3 separate regions of the Rattus norvegicus genome follow, and all the other regions are linked to region 3. Evidence: chromatin contacts called from public Hi-C data. All regions are on one chromosome and are shown on one strand. The core of a region is the stretch at or near the end of the contact, and the rest is flanking DNA. Distances in the headings are between cores, read along the strand shown.

What was found. A called contact is a pair of places that touch in the nucleus more often than the background predicts.
Region 1: a Hi-C map of liver shows a contact between it and region 3, with 2.9 times the contacts expected there. The contact joins two enhancer-like sites. A contact is called at or near these places in 4 of 12 Hi-C or Micro-C datasets (Schwann cells, liver and psoas muscle) and 1 of 1 datasets of contacts at active chromatin or transcription factors (oligodendrocytes).
Region 2: a contact with region 3 is called in a Hi-C map of liver, with 2.3 times the contacts expected there. The contact joins two enhancer-like sites. A contact is called at or near these places in 2 of 12 Hi-C or Micro-C datasets (both in liver).

The regions. Positions count from the first base shown.
Region 1 is chr12:37,183,608-37,186,307 of GRCr8, forward strand. All of the region lies in intron 2 of Ncor2 (nuclear receptor co-repressor 2), which reads left to right. LOC120095965 (a long non-coding RNA gene) reads right to left here. Exons shown (of 2, transcript XR_010056761.1): 2 at 721-2,700. Among named protein-coding and RNA genes, the nearest start is that of Ncor2, 57 kb to the left of the region's middle. Within about 2 kb of position 1,259, at least 7 of the 93 cell types and tissues checked have an H3K27ac peak or open chromatin away from gene starts, as enhancers often do. A contact at or near this core is called in liver, where this site is marked.
Region 2 is chr12:37,263,583-37,266,291 of GRCr8, forward strand. It overlaps Ncor2 (nuclear receptor co-repressor 2), which reads left to right. Exons shown (of 47, transcript NM_001108334.1): 23 at 9-177. Among named protein-coding and RNA genes, the nearest start is that of Rflna, 39 kb to the right of the region's middle. Within about 2 kb of position 1,384, at least 24 of the 93 cell types and tissues checked have an H3K27ac peak or open chromatin away from gene starts, as enhancers often do. A contact at or near this core is called in liver, where this site is marked.
Region 3 is chr12:37,054,986-37,057,685 of GRCr8, forward strand. No RefSeq gene overlaps it. Among named protein-coding and RNA genes, the nearest start is that of Ncor2, 72 kb to the right of the region's middle. Within about 2 kb of position 1,361, at least 8 of the 93 cell types and tissues checked have an H3K27ac peak or open chromatin away from gene starts, as enhancers often do. A contact at or near this core is called in liver, where this site is marked.

The DNA.
Region 1 (2,700 bases), core at 9-2,508, 130 kb after region 3:
CATCTCAGGGAGCCACCGTGGTTCTAGCCCTGGTGTAGTGACCAGCTCAGTGTGTGGTGTCCTGGGCCTGGGTATGCATGATGTGTGCCACTCACACACTCTAGCAGGCCTATCTTCGAGGAAGCTCTGCGCTCTCAGTCAAGTGAACTGCTTATAAAACGGCTGGGGTTCTACCAAGGTGACGCCATGCTTGGGCTATGAGCGGGTCTCTGTGTGATGTGACAGTGGGCACCCCCTGCCTACAGCATCAGACTGTTAGTCCCCTCGTGTCATCGGGAATAACATGCTTCCTGTGAGCGTCAGGCTTCCTTGTCACACCCTATAGTTTGTCCCTTTCCCTGTCTCCATGCTGCTGGCAGTGGGGCGCAAGAGCCATGTATCTGCAGGTCAGTGCCGGGCAAGGTGTGTGCCAGGGACGCCTGACAAAGTTGACTGTCTCTAGCCTTGGCCTTGGGCCTAGCTGGCTGACTCTTGGCTGTGGGATGGACCTGCGGGCTGTTGTCCAGTTATTTACAAACTGCTATGCCACATGGGGCTCAGGCTGCTCCTGTCTAATGGCACTGGGTGCTGGCTGGGGCTGACGTCCTGGGTGTGTGGGCACATCGTGGGTTCCTGCACCACCTGCACATGTCACTTGTTACTGCCTCAGGGCCCTCATTTGTCTGTCCATTCATTTACTCACTCTCTCGGTCATTGGCCTGTCGGTTCGTTCTTCACTCATTAATGGATTCACTCGTTCATTTGTTGGACAAATGCAGATTAGGTTTGTCACAGGCCAATTTCCAAGCCTTGGGGACAGAGCTGTGAAGGCCTGAGAAACCCTCTCACTCTGGGGAGCTGACATTCTCTTGGGGAACAGTGAGCAAAGGCGAGGCTGGAGGAGGCCATGTTTTAAGTGGTGAGCCTAATGTCGTTGGTGGAGCTGGGACGGGAGAGGAGGGACAGGCGATGCATGGCGTCTGGGTGGGCAGTGCCCCAGGCTGCGTGGAAGCCCTGAGGTGAGGCTCCGTTGGAATGAACACACCACTCAGGAGTGACCTGTGAATCCAGGGTTCACAGGGCTCGGCTGAACTCTGTCTCCATATGACCTCGTGTGCGTCTCTACTTCTTAGACTTGTGCTGGGGTACAGTGTGTTTCTTGGGGCTCCCCACTTGTTCTGTTTGTAGTGGAAATATCCGGGGGGTGGGGTGGGCCTCTACTCTTGAGTCGGGTGTTGTGATCAGCCACTGGGCAGGTTGTGACCTGTGACCTGTGACTGTCCCCGTTCCCTGCGGAGGTGCCAGTCGAGCCTCACCCTGTAGAACCTGTGCTGTCCTTGCTGTGCGACCGGGAAGAACCGTTCTTGCTTCTGGGCCCCTCATTCTCTTGTTGTTCACACCACCCATGATATCCTCCTTGTGTTTGGGGGGGTCGCATTAGACAGCTCGTGCAGAAGGCTTGGTTGCAGCGATCTGAGTATGGGATCCCTTCTCTCCAAGTCCTCCTTGGCAGGGTCATCCTGGTAGCCTTGTCCTTCTCCTGGGTCTTGTTTTGCAGGGTCTTGATCTTCCCTTGCTGTTTGGTCTCTGAGGTTTCCCAGTTGCTCATCCTCTAGGGGCAGGAGCCTGGCTGCTTCTATAGCCTCAGCACACTTAGCTGCTATCATTGATTCTTTGCAGTAAGAACTGTTTAAGACACAAAGCCAGGGCCTCAAAAGGGCCTGAGCTGCTTTTCAGGGGATCTGAGCATGGTTTTACGCATCCATGTTGAGCAATTCATAGCTGCTTCTAACTCCAGGATATCCAATGTCTTCAGGTTCTCTCTGGCTTAGGTGGGCACTGGACTCCAGTGCATAGGCACATAGACATACACACAGATACATAGAGATAAAATGAAATCTAAAACAAAATAAAAAGGACCGAAAAGGAGAAAATATGCCAATGGAAAACTAAGTTAACCTATAGTTCTATAGTTCACGCTATCTGCGGCTATACCCGAGACAGACATTACTAATCGATTGCCGTGCATGTAATCAAGTGTCTAGGCTGATAGACTAGATTGATTGGCCTGGTGGTCTTTTTTTTTTTTTTAAATGGTGTGCACACTCAGCTCTCTCCTCTCTCAATTCCCTCATTTTCTTACCGTGATAAGGTGATCTTGACCCTTGTGAAAAATGTAGGGGTTGGTAGAACGCTAGTGAGCAGGGAGGGAGCCTGGCACCACGATGAGACTTCAAGGTTGGGGGACTTTGTCAACTGTGTTGACTCCCCAGCACTCTTTCTGCAAGGGTAGGCTAAGATTGAGGCCTCCTTCACAGACCTCAACACCAGGTGTGGTCTGACCAGCGAAATCACAATCACTGTTCAAAGCGGGAGGGTGTAGCCTCCCTCCCCCCATCCCCCACACTTCATAAGCTAGCTGTTTTTCTCGTGGTGGGCGGGACTCCTGAACAGCTGCTTGGCTGGGATCTGGGTTTATATATCTCCATCTGTCCTGGCTACGCAATCTTCCTCTCTCTTTCGTGTTTTGAGCTTGACTCTTCACAGGGATACCTGTCCGAGGAGACCTGGGTCTCCATTGAAGGCAGATACATTTCTGCCCTGTGGGCCGCTCCATGCTCACCAGTGCCCTGCTAAGGCAATACCCAGCCCCATGTCAGTAGGCAGGGCCTGGGAGAAGTGACACATTGTTCTCTAAACCTGCAGCTCACTGGTATGGGC
Region 2 (2,709 bases), core at 134-2,633, 210 kb after region 3:
CCCAGCAGGTCACCAAGGTCCATGAACCCCCCCGGGAGGACACAGTACCCCCAAAGCCAGCTCCCCCTGTGCCTCCACCCACGCAGCACCTACAGCCAGAGGGTGACGTGTCTCAGCAGTCGGGAGGAAGTCCACGTGGCAAGTGCCGCAGCCCGGTGCCTCCCGCCGAGAAAGAGGGTGAGTGCTGGGCACAGGGATGCAGTCAGAGTGAAGGGCAGCCCTCTTCTCTGGAGCTTCCAGTGGCAGCTGGCCAGGCTGGGAGGACACATAGTTAAGGCAGCAGCAGATGACAGGCTCAGCCATAGAGCTCCAGAAGCAGCTCGAGCTGGGGGCTCTTGAGAAACCAGAGGCAATCTAATGTTGGGGTGTGTGCGTCTGTCTGTGAACGTGCGTGCAAACATACATCTAGCCAGCTTCTCCTTTGGTGTGAATCAGGTCTCGTGTGACCTTTGGGCTCCCTGAGGTTGCAGTACAGGTCTCTGTCTTAGAACGACAGCAGGACTGACCTGAGCTGGACTGGCTCACCTTTCCCTGGCTAAGGCATGGCTGCCCATGTTGACACCCCTTCCTTGTCAGCACAGAGCCTCTTGTGCAGGTAGAGGGCAGCGTCTACCAGGGCCCCGTGGAATTTTCACATTGGTGCTTCTGAGCACCAGGGTTCCTCCTAAGCTAGTGGTGGCAGGCATGAGAAGAAACAAATGGTTTGGGGCGGGTGCAGGGCCAACATAAGTGGGCTGGATATTCAACAAGGATCTGGTGAGGAGAGGGTAGGGGATGATGGGGAAAGGCCCTTCAGGGACTGGGAATGGGAGAGGAGGTCAGAGAGGGAAATGGGGACGAAATTGTGTAGCTGAGGTAGAGACTAGCTTTGAGTGACCGTTTGCTTTGGGAGGGGCATGACATCAGATTAGGGTCTTGGGAAAAATCCGTTTCTGATTCCTGTTGAGAAAGGGCAGTAGGGAGTAGGGCAGGGGTGGGAGGCAGGCTGAAGTGCTCCTCCCAACAGCTCTAGGGCAGCCTGGACTTGACAGGTGGCCTTGGAAGTGGGAGGAAGGGGAGGCTTGAGTTTGTTCCTGAGGCCAAGCCAGCGGGACGTAGTGATGACCTCTGGGGGATGAGGGCAGGGTTGTCTTGTTAGAGCTGGGACCGGAACACACTACTGTAAGGGGTGGGCTTTAAGGGGCCAGGTATATAGAACACAGTATGCTGTGAGAAGCCACCGGGACTCAAGATGATAGCCTGGGATGACAGTAAGGGGAAGGGGGAAGGCTCTGATCTGGCTCTGGCCAGGCAGCCGTGGCTGAACGGGGCTGAAGCCACCCAGGGCCAGCCAGGTCCTGCTAAGTTGGGCCCTAGGCCCCAGTCCCTGGGAAAAGAGCCAGCAGTCCACAGTCCCTGAGGCTGGTTCTGGGCCCATCCATGTGGCCAGTGCTATGTCGGTTCCTAGACTCCTCCCGGGGGAACATTGCACCTGGCGGCGGGCTCTGTCATTCACGTGGTCTGGCCACAGTTCTGCTCCCCAGGGGACACATGAACCCAGCATGCAGGAAGCCAGCCTTTTCTGTCCTGGCTCCAATAGGGAGCTTCCAGGCCAGGCAGGTCCCTTGGGATCCCCAGGCCCGGCTGGAGGAACAGGTTGTCCGTCCTGGCTCTCAGCCACCTGCCTGCATTGGCCGAGTCTGACCCCATTTCCTTCCAGCCTGAGACTTCCTCTCTGCCCCCCAGCTCTCCAGAGCCAAGCTGTATGGGGCAGCCAAGGTACACAGCAGGCCAGGGAGCCAGGTGTTTGAACTTCCTGGTTCAGAGCAGGCCCTGTAGGTTGAGAATGTGAATGTCACACCGGTTAACTTTGGTTAACCACCTCCCTGGGGCCTAAGTTCAGGGGGAGTTTGTGCTCCCCTAAGGGAAAGATGTGGAGTGTAGCACTCGGGCCTCTGCTTGTGCTCCAGCTTTTCAGGACAGCCTAGGGCTGCGTGGAGGTGATCCAGGAGACACTTAGCGTCCGTTCCTGTTCCAAGGCCAGGGCCCTTGTCCTTCACGATTTCTGGGTGGGTTGTAATCCCCAGAATGTGTCTAGCCAAGGCTGGCCACCCAGAACCGCTAAAGTGAGAGCTTGTGGAGCCTCAGGGAGTGCTAGCCTCACACAGGGGATCTGGGCCATGTGGCGCAGCCACAAGCCTAGGCCAGGGCTCTAGCCTGTGTTCTCAGGTCTCCCCTGCACTCAGCAGCTGGGGCCTCGGTCTTCCCATCTGGAGGGTGAAGGAACAAACTGTGACATCCCACAGAGTGCTACCCTTTGCTGTTGTTTGTGGTCACATGGGCTCCAATCCAGGCAACTGACCCAAGAGACCTCATCAAACGGGTCTGATTACTGTCCTCAGTGTGCACCCACACGGGCCCATCAAGGCCCGGCTGGAACTCAGCCTAGTGACTGGTACATAGTAGACGGCTAGCACACGGACTGCCGCTGCCCCACCCTCATCTGGAGTAGCTGCCGTAGCCACATCCCTTGCCATAGACCACAGTCACGGAGGTCAGCAAGCCTGACCCAGCACTCTTGGTCCTGGACACCCAATTGGTGACATTCCGTGGGAGACCGTGAAGCAAAGATTAGCCCTCTGACACATGCCCTCTGTCATGCCTGTCCCTGTGGGCTCAGCCACAAGGCAGCCCCATACCAAGCAGTTATCATGGGAACATAGCACACCT
Region 3 (2,700 bases), core at 111-2,610:
GAGAGCATCCAGTGCTCCTCATCACTGAGCCATCTCTCCGATCTCCAGCTGTTTTACTACGTTTTCTTTTAAGGGAGGGTCTCACTAAGTTGACCAGGCTGCCTTGAACTCTCTGTGTAGCCTAGGCTGGCCTAGAATTTTTAGTCACTCTGCCTCAGTCTCCCAAGTTGCTAGAATGTTGGCCTACCTTCCAGGCCTGGCCTTTGTCTATGGTTATTTCTCCTGATTGTATGTGTACGGTGTGTATATGGAGGAGGGTTGCACGCACGCCATATGGAGGTCAGACGATACCTTTGTGGGAGAGATTCTCTCCCTCCACCTACTCATGGGTTCTAAGGATCGAACTAAGGTCTCCAGGCTCCCATAGCAAGTGCTTTTCCCCAGCAGCCATCAGCTGTGATTGTTAAAGCATGCAGCGGGGACGTCCCTTCAGGGTAGAATGTAGGAAGCTTTGAGAGTTGCTAGTATCTCATGGCGAGGCTGGAAACATGACACAATCCTTAAGAAAGTATACAACTCGGGGTTTGGGGATTTAGCTCAGCGGTAGAGTGCTTGCCTAGCGAGCGCAAGGCCCTGGGTTTGGTCCCCAGCTCTGAAAAAAAACAAACAAACAAAAAACCAAACAAAACGTAAGAAAGTATACAACTCTTACAGAGGACCTGAGTTCAGTTCCCAGCAACCACATGGGACTCCAGCACACACACACACACACACACACACACACACACACACACACACACACACCCCTACACACCTACAGATATACTCGTACACAGATACACATATATGCACACACATATACATATGCACATATACACAACACATGTATACATATATACACATACTTACACACATATGTATACATCTATGCTCATATATACACATGCATATGTATACATATATACATATATGCACACACATATAATTACACATGTGCATATGTATATATACATATATACATATATGCACATGCATATTCATATGCACGCACATATACACAATATGCATATATGTACACAATATGCATATACATACACACATGTGCGCACATACATATGCATATATATACATGTCTACACATATGTACACATATACACATATACATACTTACACACATTTCCTTAAATCTTTAATTTAAAAAATCTTGTGCAGAAGAGAGATCACCAGACCCACTCACTTCTGCTGGGTAAAGATGTGGGGGTGAGTGAGGCATGGGATACCAGCCTCATTCTTACCTCCCTGTGTCTCTTCTGCCCTGGTTTAACATCCACTGGTGGCTCACTGTGGCCTGACTCTTGCTGGCCCAGCCTGGCATAGTCTGGCTCTTCATGGCCTGGCTCTAGGCCACCAGGTGCCTTTCACTTGCCAGGAGAACATCCGGTCTGGGAGCAAATGTCAGGAGAGTCGGGCCTAGCACATTCCTGCCCTGTGGCCCCATTCACCCGAGATGAACCTCACACTTTAGACGCTACACATCACTGGTCCCAGACGGACTCTTGACCTCAAGAGCCACTTACCAGCCACTTGGCCAGAATGCCGTTCCTGGAAGCTATCAGGCTAAGGTGAGAGAACCAGGAAGATGTGGATAAAAGCCCAGGGTCCTGATGGTGGCAGCAGCCAGAAATGTGTGAAGCGGTGGCCCCAGATTCCACACACCACCCTCTCTACAGTGGGCTGGGCAGGCTCAGCGTGAATCGGTTTTTCGATCCCTGTGTGACCTTTGCCTCTCTCTCTGGGGGTGAATGAACTAAAATACATTCTACCCTTGGGGAACGCCAGGCAGGCTTCTGAGGCACACAGCCGCAGAGCTTCCCCTCCCCCTCCCCTGCAGCCAGACTCCACATCCAGCAGGAGGCAGGGCTCACCCAAGAGAGAGAGAGAGGAAGAGAGAGAGAGAGAGAGAGGGAGAGAGAAGAGAGTTTATGTGGGGTCACTCACCTCTCCCCAGGGAACTTCCTGGGGCCTTTCCTCCTGTGTTATTTCCTTCCCTCTCAGCCCCACCTCTGGGACCCAGGGGAGCCTGACTCAGAGAGGGCAACAGGAGTAAGATACACACGGCACAGAGAGGTGACATACTGTGTCCTTGAGGGTAGGGCATAGGACCCTGGGTGATGGCCGGCTGGGTCAGATGAGGCCAATGACCAGGCAAGAGGTCTCTGGGCTCAGACCAAGAGAGTGATCACCATGAGCCCTTCAGCTGCACTCACAGGGGAGACATGGTGGGATTGACTGACGTCCCTTCCAGTGTCTCATAGCCAAGGGGCCCTGGGGGGGGTTTCTGGAGGAGCCTTGGAGGGGTCCTGGAGGGGCCTTGGAGGGGTCCTGGAGGGGCCTGTAGCAGTCTCAGGGGGCAATATCTGTGTTATACACTGCACAAACGCAACTTGTGTTTCTTTCTTTCCTTTTTTCCTCTCCGCCTTCCTTCCTTTCTTTCTTTCTTCCTTCCTTCCTCTCTTTCTTTCTTTCTTCCTTTCTTTCTTTCTTTCTTCCTTTCTTTCACAGAGTTTCTCTGTGTAAACCTGGCTATCCTGCCTCTGCCTCCTGAATACTGGAATTAAAAGCATGGGCTGCGGCCGCTGCTGCCACCACCACCACCACCACCAGGTTTACAAAAGCAGCTTCTAGTGAGGCAACCAGAGGAGATCCCATTCCCTTGCTTGTCCACTCACTCTGCAACAAGCATGTCTTGGTTGGAAGTAG